Regions from separate parts of the Gossypium hirsutum genome. Here region 2 is linked to region 1. Evidence: chromatin contacts called from public Hi-C data. All regions are on one chromosome and are shown on one strand. The core of a region is the stretch at or near the end of the contact, and the rest is flanking DNA. Distances in the headings are between cores, read along the strand shown. Region 1 has its middle 28 kb from the start of LOC121212725. Region 2 holds the start of LOC107895069 (transcription factor bHLH81).

Evidence for each region. Hi-C and Micro-C count contacts between places; a contact is called where the count stands out from the background.
Region 2: a Hi-C map of hypocotyl shows a contact between it and region 1, with 2.5 times the contacts expected there. The contact joins the promoter of LOC107895069 here to the enhancer-like site in region 1. A contact is called at or near these places in 3 of 34 Hi-C or Micro-C datasets (hypocotyl, leaf and seedling).

Annotation. Positions count from the first base shown.
Region 1 is chrA13:85,669,941-85,675,979 of Gossypium_hirsutum_v2.1, reverse strand. No RefSeq gene overlaps it. Among protein-coding and RNA genes, the nearest start is that of LOC121212725, 28 kb to the left of the region's middle. Within about 2 kb of position 2,764, at least 2 of the 9 cell types and tissues checked have an H3K27ac peak or open chromatin away from gene starts, as enhancers often do. A contact at or near this core is called in hypocotyl, where this site is marked.
Region 2 is chrA13:86,037,648-86,043,686 of Gossypium_hirsutum_v2.1, reverse strand. It overlaps LOC107895069 (transcription factor bHLH81), which reads left to right and starts at 2,208. Exons shown (of 5, transcript XM_016820279.2): 1 at 2,208-2,965; 2 at 3,310-3,453; 3 at 3,536-3,601. The coding sequence starts at 2,513.

The DNA of each region.
Region 1 (6,039 bases), core at 1,515-4,014:
AAATAGACAATGTAAAATCATGGTAATTAAAGATGATAAAACATTCACCGAAATAACTCCAACCTAGAAAAGATTTAGTTCATGGGTGGAAAAGTTAACATCAAAATAAAATCATTCATCACCATTCTCAAATCAATTCGAATCACAGAAATCAAGAAAATAAAGGCAGAAATGTAGGAATTCTAGCCACACTCCAACTTCTCTTTGATTCTCAGATTGTACGTGAATCTAGGATAGCTGTTTCTCTCCATTCTTCACGTCTGTATTCTGCTTTCTTAAGTTGTTACCCTTTCTTTCTTTGGAATTCTCCAAATGAGAGAAAAATCGTTGTCACCAATTTTTTTCTCACACAAATTATCCTCTCTTTTTTTCTTCTCTCTCCTTCTTTTATTGGGTAGATACGTCTCCCTTAGCAAACATTTGTTTCTCCTCTTTTTCAAGGTTATTTTTCTGGTACACGTCCAACTAGCTGAGAGTGACATGGATAGAGTGCTGAGTCACCTTTCTAGAATTGCCATGGCAATTGTGTTGACAATTAATCTCACCATTTGCCACGGCAATGTTTCACTTCCCTTTTTTTCCTTCTGCATCTTCTTCATCCTCTTCTTCTACCTGCACCTGTGTCCAACCATAACTTTTCCTTCCTCAAGTAATAAAAGTAATAAATGATGACCATTATAGCGCAATCCAAGCTTTGTTATGCAATGTTTTAAAATTATCCTAGAAATGCAAATGTATTTACTTAATTAAGAAAACAATTAATTCCATCTAGAGGCCTAAAATAGAACTCTTTTCAAGAGTTACCACTTATATGCTATGGTTATCACGGACATGGTACAAGCTAGTTTGATGGCAACTGATGTTAGTTTCAACCAAGAGCTTCAATCTATATTCCAAACCTATTATGATGTTTTTCAAAAACCAAAGGGTCTCCCACATTCTCGACTACAAGACCATAAAATACCCTTGAAGGATGAACCAGTTGTGGTTAAAATAAAACCATACATGTATATTGCCATTTAGAAAACAGAAATGAAAAGGATAGTCTGTGAAATGATTCAGGCAGGGATCACTAAGGACTACAACAACTCCTTTGCATCCCCTATAGTGATGGTTAAAAAAATGGAGAATGGATACTGTGTGTGGATTATTAACAATTAAACCAGTTAACAATTAAAGAAAATTTCCCTATTCCTGTAATAGAAGAGCTCTTTGATAAACTTAGGCAAGCCAAAATATTTTCCAATCTATACTTTCGTTTCGATTAACACCAAATCTGAATGTGAGAACCTAGCATCCATAAAACGACCTTCTAGATGCACAAGGGCCACTACAAATTTTTAACCATGCCTTTCGGCTTAACAAATGCACCTTCCACGTTCCAAGCTTTGATGAATTCAATTTTTAAACCTTGGCTACGGAACTTTGTACTTGTTATCTTTGATGACATCCTTATTTATTTCTCTTCTTAGTAGGATCATTTGAGGCATCTCATGATTGTCTTTGAGGTTTTGAGACACCAACAATCATATGCCAAAAAAGGAAATGTTATTTTAGGGCCACTCGAATAGAGTACATGTGACATGTTATATCTCAAGAGAAGGTGGCAGTGGACCAAAACAAGGTTACCAGTATAATAAATTAGCTGACTCCGTGTGTTATAGAATTTAAGGGTTCCTTGGTCTTTCAGGGTATTAGCGAAGATTCATTAAAGACTATGGCACGATAGCAAGGCCACTCACTGACTTGCTTAAGTAAGTGAATGGAATTGGACTCAACAAGCTGACAAGGCCTTCACCACCTTAAAAATTGCCCTTAGTTCTGCTCTCGTCCTTGCCCTACTGAAATCTTAGCTTGTTTTTTATTTGGACACCGATGTCGGTATCTCCATAGTAGGAACAGTTTTACAACAACAAGGGCACCCCACAATTCTTTTAGCAAGTCTTTGTCGATTTATGAAAAGGAAATGCAAGTGGCTCCTTTGGCAGTAAAATAATGGCATCATTATCTGGTTGGTCGTCATTTTTGCATTCGAACTAACCATCAAAGCTTGTAATTCCTAGCTGACCGGCAGGCTGTTACCCTTTTTCAACATAAATGGGTCGCAAAAAATGCTTAGTTATAACTTTCATGTGCTGTATAGGATGGGAAGCACCAACGTAGGAGTCGATGCTCTTTTGAGACAGCGTATTGGAGCTAAAGGACAGTGTTTACAATTGGAAGATAGTTCGACGGTATATAGCTTATTAGCTCGAGTACAAGAAGCTTGGCAACAGGACCCTCGTTTTAACAAAATTTGTTTGAAGCTATAAGCCCAACCTTCATCCCATCAAAGTACAATTGGGATGTTCATTTTTTAAGAAGAAATGGGAAACTTGTGATTGGAAAGGATCAAGAGCTTCAAAAAGCCCTAGTTTCTTATTTTCATGAGAGTTCCACAGGGGCATTCGAGCATCCATGCTATGAGACAATGACTTGCAAGTATGGTTTACTGGAAAAGGGATGAATACAATTATTAAACAGTGGGTGAGAGAATGCTTTGTTTGCCAACGAAACAAGTATGATACCTCTGCTCATCTTAGGCTACTTCAACCACTCCCAATTCCTACTCTCGCTTGGTTCGGAGTGAACATGGATTTCTTCGAGGGATTAACCCCTTCTAAGGGAAAGAATTCCATTCTTGTAATAGTGGATACACTCACTAAATATGCTTATTTTGTAGGACTCTCTCATCCCTTTACAACTGTTACAGTAGCCCAAGCCCATCTTGACCATGTTTATAAGCTCCATAGGTTGCTGGATTCCATTATTTCGAACTGAGATTGGATATAGGTTAGCTTATTCTAGCAAGAACTATTTAAAAGGCTGGGAACCAAGTTGTACTTGACTATGACATACCACCCGAAATCTGATGGTCAAACGTAGATTTTAAACAAGTGTTTGGAGAACTACCTATGTTGCATGACATGAGAAAGAACCGGTAACTAGTTTGCTTGGAACTCATTGGCTAAGTGGTGGTATAATTCCACCTTCCACACATCCATTAACACCACTCCCAACAAGGCTTTTTATGGTCAGACACCACCCCACCACCTTTCTTATTTGGCTGGCTCTTCTAGGGTGGATCATGTGGACCGTAGTTTACAACAATGTGAAGCTACAAGGCATATCTGTCACTATCATCTCAAGTGAGCTCAGGACAGAATGAAACATTATGCTAAACAACATAGAAGTGAAAGATCCTTCCAAGAAGGAAGCTAGGTTTTCCTGAAGTTACAACCTTATCGGCAGCATTCACTACGGAAGTTTACTAACCAGAAACTCTCTCCACATTATTTTGGTCCATTTCAGTTTTGTCCAAGGTTGGTATTGTTGCCTACACCCTTCAGTTACTGCTAGACTCAAAGATTCATCCCACATTCTATGTTTCCTTACTTAAGCATCATGTGGGACATTAGCATGTATAGCCTACCCTTCCTTTGATAAACCCTGATGGCATGATTCTTAAAGAATCTGTCAGAATCCTTGACCATCGTATGGTTAAGAAAAATAATCAAGTAGCAACTGAAGTGCTTCTGGAGTGGGTGAACAGTTTTCCTGAGGATGCTACATGGGAATCTTGGCCAAAGCTGCAGCAACGATACCCCAACCTTGATCCTTGAGGACAAGGATCTACTTTAGCGAAAGAGTATTGTTAACGGACAAAATGTTGTTTTTAAATTTTAGTATTTTCTGTTGCACTTTTAATTTAAAATGTTGACTTTTATTTTACTTTAGTTAAAATGGGAGTTTTTGTGAAGGAAGCAAAAATGGTGCGTTTTGTCTTAAGTGTTGATGTAACTGTTTTAATGAAATGTTAAGCTGAGAGGGATAGCTATCCATAACCGAAATGACAGCTTTGTACCATACTTCTTTCTCTGAGTTGCTATATTCTGAAATGAGCAATGAAAGGCATGTAGAATGTGATTTTGGACTAAAGTTTACCCTATTTTCTCCTCTCTAAATTCTTCTATGTTTCTTCCTCTCTTTCTTCGATACAACTAGGATTCTATTGTGTAATACGTTTGCGGCATTATTATATGATTATTCAAAACTATCCAAACATATTAAAAAAACCTTTAAAAAAAAACAAATTAAATCTACTTATTATGAATAATTGATGATTACACTTAGGAGTAACATAATATAAAGTAGTAATAAATAACTCAACTTCAAAGTGTAAAGGTTGGTTCTGCTTTTCTTTTCTTTATTGCTTGAATGTGATTATAAAGTTGCACAAAGAAGAAAGGGAATAGATAACCATTTCTATAAGAGAACTGTGTAATTATAAATATGTAAATCTTCTAGTTTCAATGAACTTTACAATTTACATTTAGGGTTTCTTACATGATGTATATGCTCTTTATTTCTTTAAATATAAATACAATATCAACTATTTTGAAGGGGAAAGGAAAATATAATATAAACTATTAAATTGTATAATATAATTCAAAATATCACTATAACTACCACTAAAACTTATCTCATTCTTTGATATTGCTTAATTTAGAATTCGGCATTGGCAAAAATTTTAAATTTAGGGGCAAAATTGTTATAATCATTCTTTTTATACCTATTACAATCTTTTATAGAAAAATAAACCCTAAAAGAAAAGAAAAAACTAAAGGGACGAGGGAATTTCACTTTACAAGCTTTTTTTTCTTTTTTTTATTTATGTTAAATTATTTTATGTATAATTTTTGAGTTTTTTTATATATATTTAGAGTATTATAAACTTATATATTATTTTATATGTTTATAATTTTATTCTAGAGCATAATTTATAATTTTTTATATATTTATATTTTATTTTATGTAGACTTTTGTAACACCCTCAAACCTGGCTTAAAAGTTTAAGCCCAATCTAGAAGGGTTACACTAACGTATTGAAAACTGTTTTCTTTTCGGAGTTTTAACTTGAAGTCCAAAAATTCATTTTTTATCGATTTAGGTGATTTTGTGGTTTCGTGTTAGAAATTAACAGATACTGACGAGCTTATAAGAAAACAAGGCAAGTCCAAAAATAGATTACAAACCCAAAAGATCAAATCATAGTTATATCAATGCAAAACAATTCGAGCTTCCGTACGCCATCCAGTCCTAAGTCAGATGTCCACCTGAACAGATAAAGGTAAGACAAAGGTGAGCTACCAAGCACGGCATATAATCAAACTCAAATACAATTAAACATATCTTAATGTATAAATCAAAGTGACCCAAGAACTAAATAATAGTTTTATAACCAGTACGGAACAGATCTAGAGTATCACAAAGATTTCAACGATAGTAGTACAACAGAACCGAACAAAATGGAACGGAGCAGAACAGAATAGAATAGAGCAGAGGATGTGTTATGCAAATGTTGTATTTTTCAAGTAGATCAGAATACGGATTTATCAGAAAACATCCTACCCAAACTCCGCTACACACCAAAATAGAGTTCCCTTAGAACTCGTCCAACCAAATCACACCAATAGATAATTGTGGATAGTGCCACCAGAATTTTGCAGTTAAGATTGCCAGATCGGATACAAGTGGTCAAGCCACTATAGTACAGAATTATGTATAAACCACCAGATAATGCAGATCATTAATTGCCAGAAACTTCCTCATTTCACATCAACCTAAATCCCATGCAATATGTCATGATATGCATATGTAGAATCAGAGTGATGAGCGTGTAAGTCATGTTATCTTTCAATAATAAAATCAAGAGACATGAGGGTCCATGTTTTGTAAAACAGACTTATCAAGCCTCAACAGACCATATCAGAATTGCCATGAAGTCACATGCACTATCATAAATCAAAATCAGTAACAAGCAGTCTAACATGTTCAGATATCGTATATTCCTCATCAACAAAGTAATGTAGAGGGTTATAAACTAGAATCAGTAACAATCAATCTAACATAATCAGATATCACATATTCTTCATTAATAAAGTAACGTAGAGGCGTACCAACAAACTTAACAAAATACAGATCGTACCTAGATAATTC
Region 2 (6,039 bases), core at 959-3,458, 370 kb before region 1:
TACTGTCAAAAACTTATTTTAATGTTTTATATATAAGCCATTATAACAAAATTTACTCTTGATTTTTATACTTTTATTCAATTTGGCTTGTACTTTCTTTTCTATTTGGAGCATATTTACCTTCAAATTTTCATTTCTGCTGTAATACAATATTATTAAATAATTTAAAAACTATAAAAAAAAGCATCAATAGTGTATTAGATTAATTATCTACAATCTATAACACAGGTTTACTGTAGATATAGGCCTTAAGCTTTTGACACTTTCTTTTTGGGTTATGGCCTGTGGGACGATGGGGTTCAAGAAGAAAGAGGAAAGAAAGGAGAAAAAGGAGGGGAAAAAAGCAAAGAGAAAAAGAAAAAGAAAACTGTTTTGAGTTATTTTTAAGGTTTAAATATGCCAAAAGTATTTATATTATAAGTTTAGAATTCAGTCCATATATTTTTATTTTAAAAAATTTAGATTTTTTTTACTTTTTAAATTTAAAATTCAAGTATAATATTATTTTTTTTGTTAAATTGATTGGTGTGAAATTTTAAAATATAAAAAAATACTCATTTGGTAGCAATGTAACTTAAAAAATGACATTATAATGAACCTAAATTTAACAAAATAATCTTAAAATTGGTAATCATTGGACTTGAATTTTGAAATCTTAAAAGTAAAGAGACTAAATTCTTAAAAATAAAAGTATAAAGACTAAATTTTAAATTTGAGAAGATGACAAGGACCCATGACATATAATAACCTATTTTTAAATATGTTTAGAATACTATAATTTTATTGTTGTAAATATATATTTTATGCATTAATAATTTACAGTTTTTTGACATAATCATTTTATTTATATTGTGTTTGTTTTGTTTTGTAATTATTTATCTTATGTTGTCTTTAAATCATAAATTAGTTATTAATGTTTCGCTTAGTTTATTATCATGATTCAATTTAAAGGAAAAATATGCGTTCATGCTTTTGATTTTTAATTATTTTTTACATTATTTAAATAATTTATCTTAGTAATTGAAATTTAGAGAAAGTATTTTATTATTTTAATTTTAATGTTAAATTTTTTATTTAAATAGATTAGTCTACTCATTAAACATTATGTAATTTTTTTATAAAAACCAGACAAAATAATCACATTAATATAACAAAATCTAACAAAATCTCTGCGAACAGTTGCCTACCCTTATTTTTGCCAAAAGCCATCTTGGCAATGCGGTCAGCTTCTATGTTCTCTTCTCTAGGAATATGTTCAAAATTTCATTGATCCATTTCCACCAAAAGCTATTAAATACGTCTGATAAGTGCGGAATAAGATGTAATTGAGAATAATTTTTGAATGGCCTAAAGGAACTCCATACTATCTGTTCGAATCAACACTGTCACATCGCTTATTTTGTAGTAATGTCAAGCCGTCTAGAATACTTCAATAACTTAGCATTAAAGACAGAACACTATCCCAACCTCTTATTAAACCCACGAATCCACCCCCATGGTGATCCTCTACACTCCCTCGACAATGACAACCCCCCCTAATCTCAATTTATTTCATAGTTTGCATAAGGTTTAACTACAAAATTAAATTGACCCCCAAATTATATCACTTTTCTCACTTAGGTACTTAAAGTTTTATTTGGTTAAATATGATTTTAAATTATAAATTTTATCTCATTTTATTCTAAAACCTACTATGTTCAATACGAACATACTATATGGCATGTTCTTATTGTTTGGTAATGTGTTTTTAGGTAAAATGAGAAAAAAAATAGATATCTTAGTATAATTTGGAGGTGAGTTTAATTTTAAATTATGTACCTAAAATATAAAACATAATTAAAAAATTCTTATTTCATATAATTAAAATCTAGTTATATATAAAAGGAGGATACAAAAGGGCAATGTAGAGGTTGTGCCCCCTAAAATTGACACATTAAAAGTTTGTTGTTTTCTGATTTGCATGTTGAATTTAAAAAATTACCAAATCTACAGTGGACATTGGGTGAAATTGCCTCCGCCTCCTTATTTTTGCCACATCTAGCAACATATTTTCTAACCAAAAAAGATATAATATTTCCCATAAACCTACCCACGCATTATTAAGCCGTATATTCCAGGTGCATGCTTTTCTGAACTATATTGGTCCGTGACTGTCACGTGAAATACCTGCATCTGAAACTGACTTTACTTTCCAGAGGTTACGGTGAAGAGGAGGTCTGATCTGAAAGAAAATGATGAGGTTGCAGTTTCTGGCCTTACATGTTTCCTTTTCTGATAGAACCAACTTAGCCACCGTTGGATCTCTCTTTTCCGAAACATTTTGGTTCTAATCGAACGGCTCAAAATCATTTAAATGAAAAACAAAGGGAACTTGCAAAAATAAGCTATGTTAGGGCATATCCCACACCGAAAAAGGGAAAGCTGCTGAACAGGAAACCAAAAAGAAAAAAAAAAAAAGAAGAGTTTTTCATAGCTTCACAAAGCTAACTCCTCAAGCTGAACAAAGAAGCAGATGAAACCGACGCCTGGCGGCAGTAGCAGCTCTAGTGGCGGTGGCGCTGAAGGTAGTCGAGCTGGACTCGCCCGTTTCCGCTCAGCGCCAGCCACCTGGTTAGAAGCCCTTCTCGAGGAAGAAGAAGAGGACCCTTTGAAGCCTAGCCAGTGCTTGACTCAGCTACTAACTGGAAATTCATCCTCAACACCCACCATTCGAAATTCATTGCTTTTTCCCAACTCAGCCGATCCATCTGGGTTGTTTGAGCCTTCTGGTTTCCAGAGGCAAAACAGTTCTCCAGCTGATTTTCTTGGGAATAATCCTGCTGCTGCCTCTGATGCCTACTTCTCTAACTTTGGGGTTGCTGCAAATTATGACTATTTATCGCCAACTATGGATGTTTCTCCCTCGAGTAAGAGGGCTAGCGAGCTTGATACGCAATTCCCACCAACAAAGTTCCATTCTCAGTTGGTAAGACTAAGAGATAGCCATACTAATATTATATTTCAACTTCCACGGCTTGTTAATTTTTCTATTATATGGATTTTGAATACTTCGGTTTTATGTTTTTGCCGTCTTTGAATTGCCTGTGAAAGGATAGATATTGATCGTCGTCTTATTATATTCTTTTTAGTCTTCTTTTAATGGTTTAGGCTTCACTATTTCTTTTCAAAGCTGACCAACTATTGGCCATACATTTCTAGCCAAAAAGGAAAGGATAACTTTACTCTTTTGAGCAAAAATATATATGGTTGAATCCCCAATTTTATTATTATTTTTACAATACCTTTTGTTTTCCTTCTATTTTTGGGTAGAAAGGAGAGCCAAGTGATCAGATTTCTGGTGGGATATCTAATCTTATAGATGTAGATATGGAGAAACTTTTGGAGGATTCAGTACCTTGCAGGGTCCGTGCGAAGCGAGGGTGTGCTACTCATCCTCGAAGTATTGCAGAAAGGGTAAGTGTATTCATTTGCTGATAATTAAGATGTAAAATGGTGTTTATGTTTAGTTCTAACTATCCATGACTATTTTTGTTAGGTTCGGAGAACACGGATTAGCGATCGCATTAGAAAGCTTCAGGAGCTTGTCCCCAACATGGATAAGGTAGGCTACATCTTGAGATCTATTTTAATCGGAAAATTCAAGTTCAGTATGTAGCTATCATTCTACAAAAGGACTTTCTAACCTATATTAATGTTTCATCCTAATTAAGTTTGATGCGAAATGTATTGATTTGTCTGACTGGCTACAAGAGACATACATGAGATTGAAGAACAACTATATATCAATATAGATTCGATAATTTTGGTAGAATGGCCATTTGTAGTTTATAGTGACACTTAAAGCACTATTTCTCTATATCTAGTATATAGTTCCCAGTGTTATATGTTTAACTGGCTAAGTTTTTTATTAGAGAACTAGTTCAACTTGGAGGATGTTGATTATTTGCAGCCTTAGGTTTTAAGTGTGGGACTGGCCGCCGCAGTACTTGTCATGTTTGTAACCAGGATTTTATTACTATAAATTCGTAAATGAAGTAATTAATCATGGGGTGGCCATTATCCTATTTGTACTGACAAATATACTCTGTGTTTGTAAGAAAAGAGAAGGAATTTGTCAAAATTTCAGGGTCCTAAAGGTTCATGGAAACACATTAGAAAAGAGATGTAACTCTAGTCCCTTTGGAAATGGTTGCTTAATGTTCAACTGTGGGATGTGGTTGGTACTTGTATCTTCTGCTGATGGTTCTGATAGAGCTTGAGTGCCTATTAAAAGCAAAGAGATGTGTTTGATTCATGGTTATATATAAAAAGTTGCTTTTTTATCCATAGAAAGATTTATATCAACTCCATAATTGTAGGGGAAAAGAAGAGTTATTTTGGCGGAGGAAAGGCATTTGAAAGATCTCTCTCTTAGATTGAAATAAAAAAACTTGCGATATGGATTCATACTTTGTTATGCCTAGATCTGTAAGCGGTTTAAGTTGATCAATGGTTTTCCCCCATTAGCGTTCCTGTTTATCATATAAGGCATAAGCCAAATGAAATTGGCATGCTTAGGGTGCAACAGAACTTTATATCCATAAGCTCTAATTTGAGTAAAACTGTAGTACTTCATATTTTCTTGGCTGTCCTATAAATTTATGTTCAGGTGAACATTATATCATGCATAATCTTCTAATGTTAAAGCAAGATATATTCATGTATTATTTTAACTTTTTATGAAGTAGGAGGAATTTCTGTGGTTTTCAGAAACGATGACATTTCCATTCATACTACTTGATGTAATGCCTCAATAGAAATTTTGTAGATTTATTGATGAGTTCACTATCTAGTCGTTACAAGCAGGGGCGAAGCCAGAAAATTTTTTTAGGGGGGCCGGATGAAATTTTAAATTTTTATAGTTTATATCTTTCTATAATTTGTAAAGGATTAAATCAAATTTTTATAATTTTAGGGGTCAAAGTATAATTTTACTTTTACTAATTTAAAATTAAAAAAAAAAATTAAGCTCTTCCCCCCCCCCACCCGGCGGGCTTCGCCTCTGGTTACAAGGTTGAAGTTGATAAGTGTTAAGACTTAAATATGATAGTTACATCTTTTCCTATTAGCTTAAGCGTTATTTGGTTTCCCAAATTTAACATAGTATCTGAGTTTCAAGTTCGAATCATAACCGCTTTCCTCCCTCAGTATTTCTTCACCCAGTGTTTTATTGTTCATCTTTATTGTTCACTTTTCTTCTACGCTTGGGTTCATATGCCTGCAGTTTCATGTTGAAACTTAAATATAATAGTCGTGCCCTTTGCTATAAGCTTAAGCGTTTGTCTAAAATTGATCATTGAGCTTAACAAGAAGGATGAGGTTTTATAGTGTCACAAGATGAGGCTCCCAAACACAAATTGGGACTAAGTGGATTAAGATTTTATGAGTTGTATACATTCTCAATTAACTCAGCTTGTCACGTTTTGGACCATTTAATGATGGGCTAAAACAAGAGCAAATACAATAAAGCATTATAATAAAAAAGGTAGAAGTCTAATATTAGAAATGTTTACCATGTCAATTGTTAGAGGATTCAAGATCATACCATTTTTTAAGTTGCTTTCATCTAGCTATGTATTAGCAAATGTCTTGAAAATTTTGTCACTTCTTCATCTTAGCAGATTAAAAGGTATCCCTCAAAGGCTTTGAGACTATGATTTCTATTTCTAACAAGGTGAAGGCCATTGTGACAAGTTGTCTTCATTTTCCTTATCTTCTCTTTTCTTATTTAAGTAATGAGTGGGAAAATATTAGTTTGTTGTTATTAATCTTGACATAACATGGGAGCTTTCATAAAATGGCTTAGTGCAAATAACAATGCTAAGTGACTGCTAATTTAATTCTCTCTATTTGGCTTGGATTTGTCTAAGATTTTTGCGTTAAATAAAATATCCCGCCTTAGGTAAAATGAGTTCACCAATACATGCCGTCTATCTCAAATTATCCGAACCTTGGAAATGAAAAATGATCTGATTTGTCTAAAATGTCAATGTTGAATAT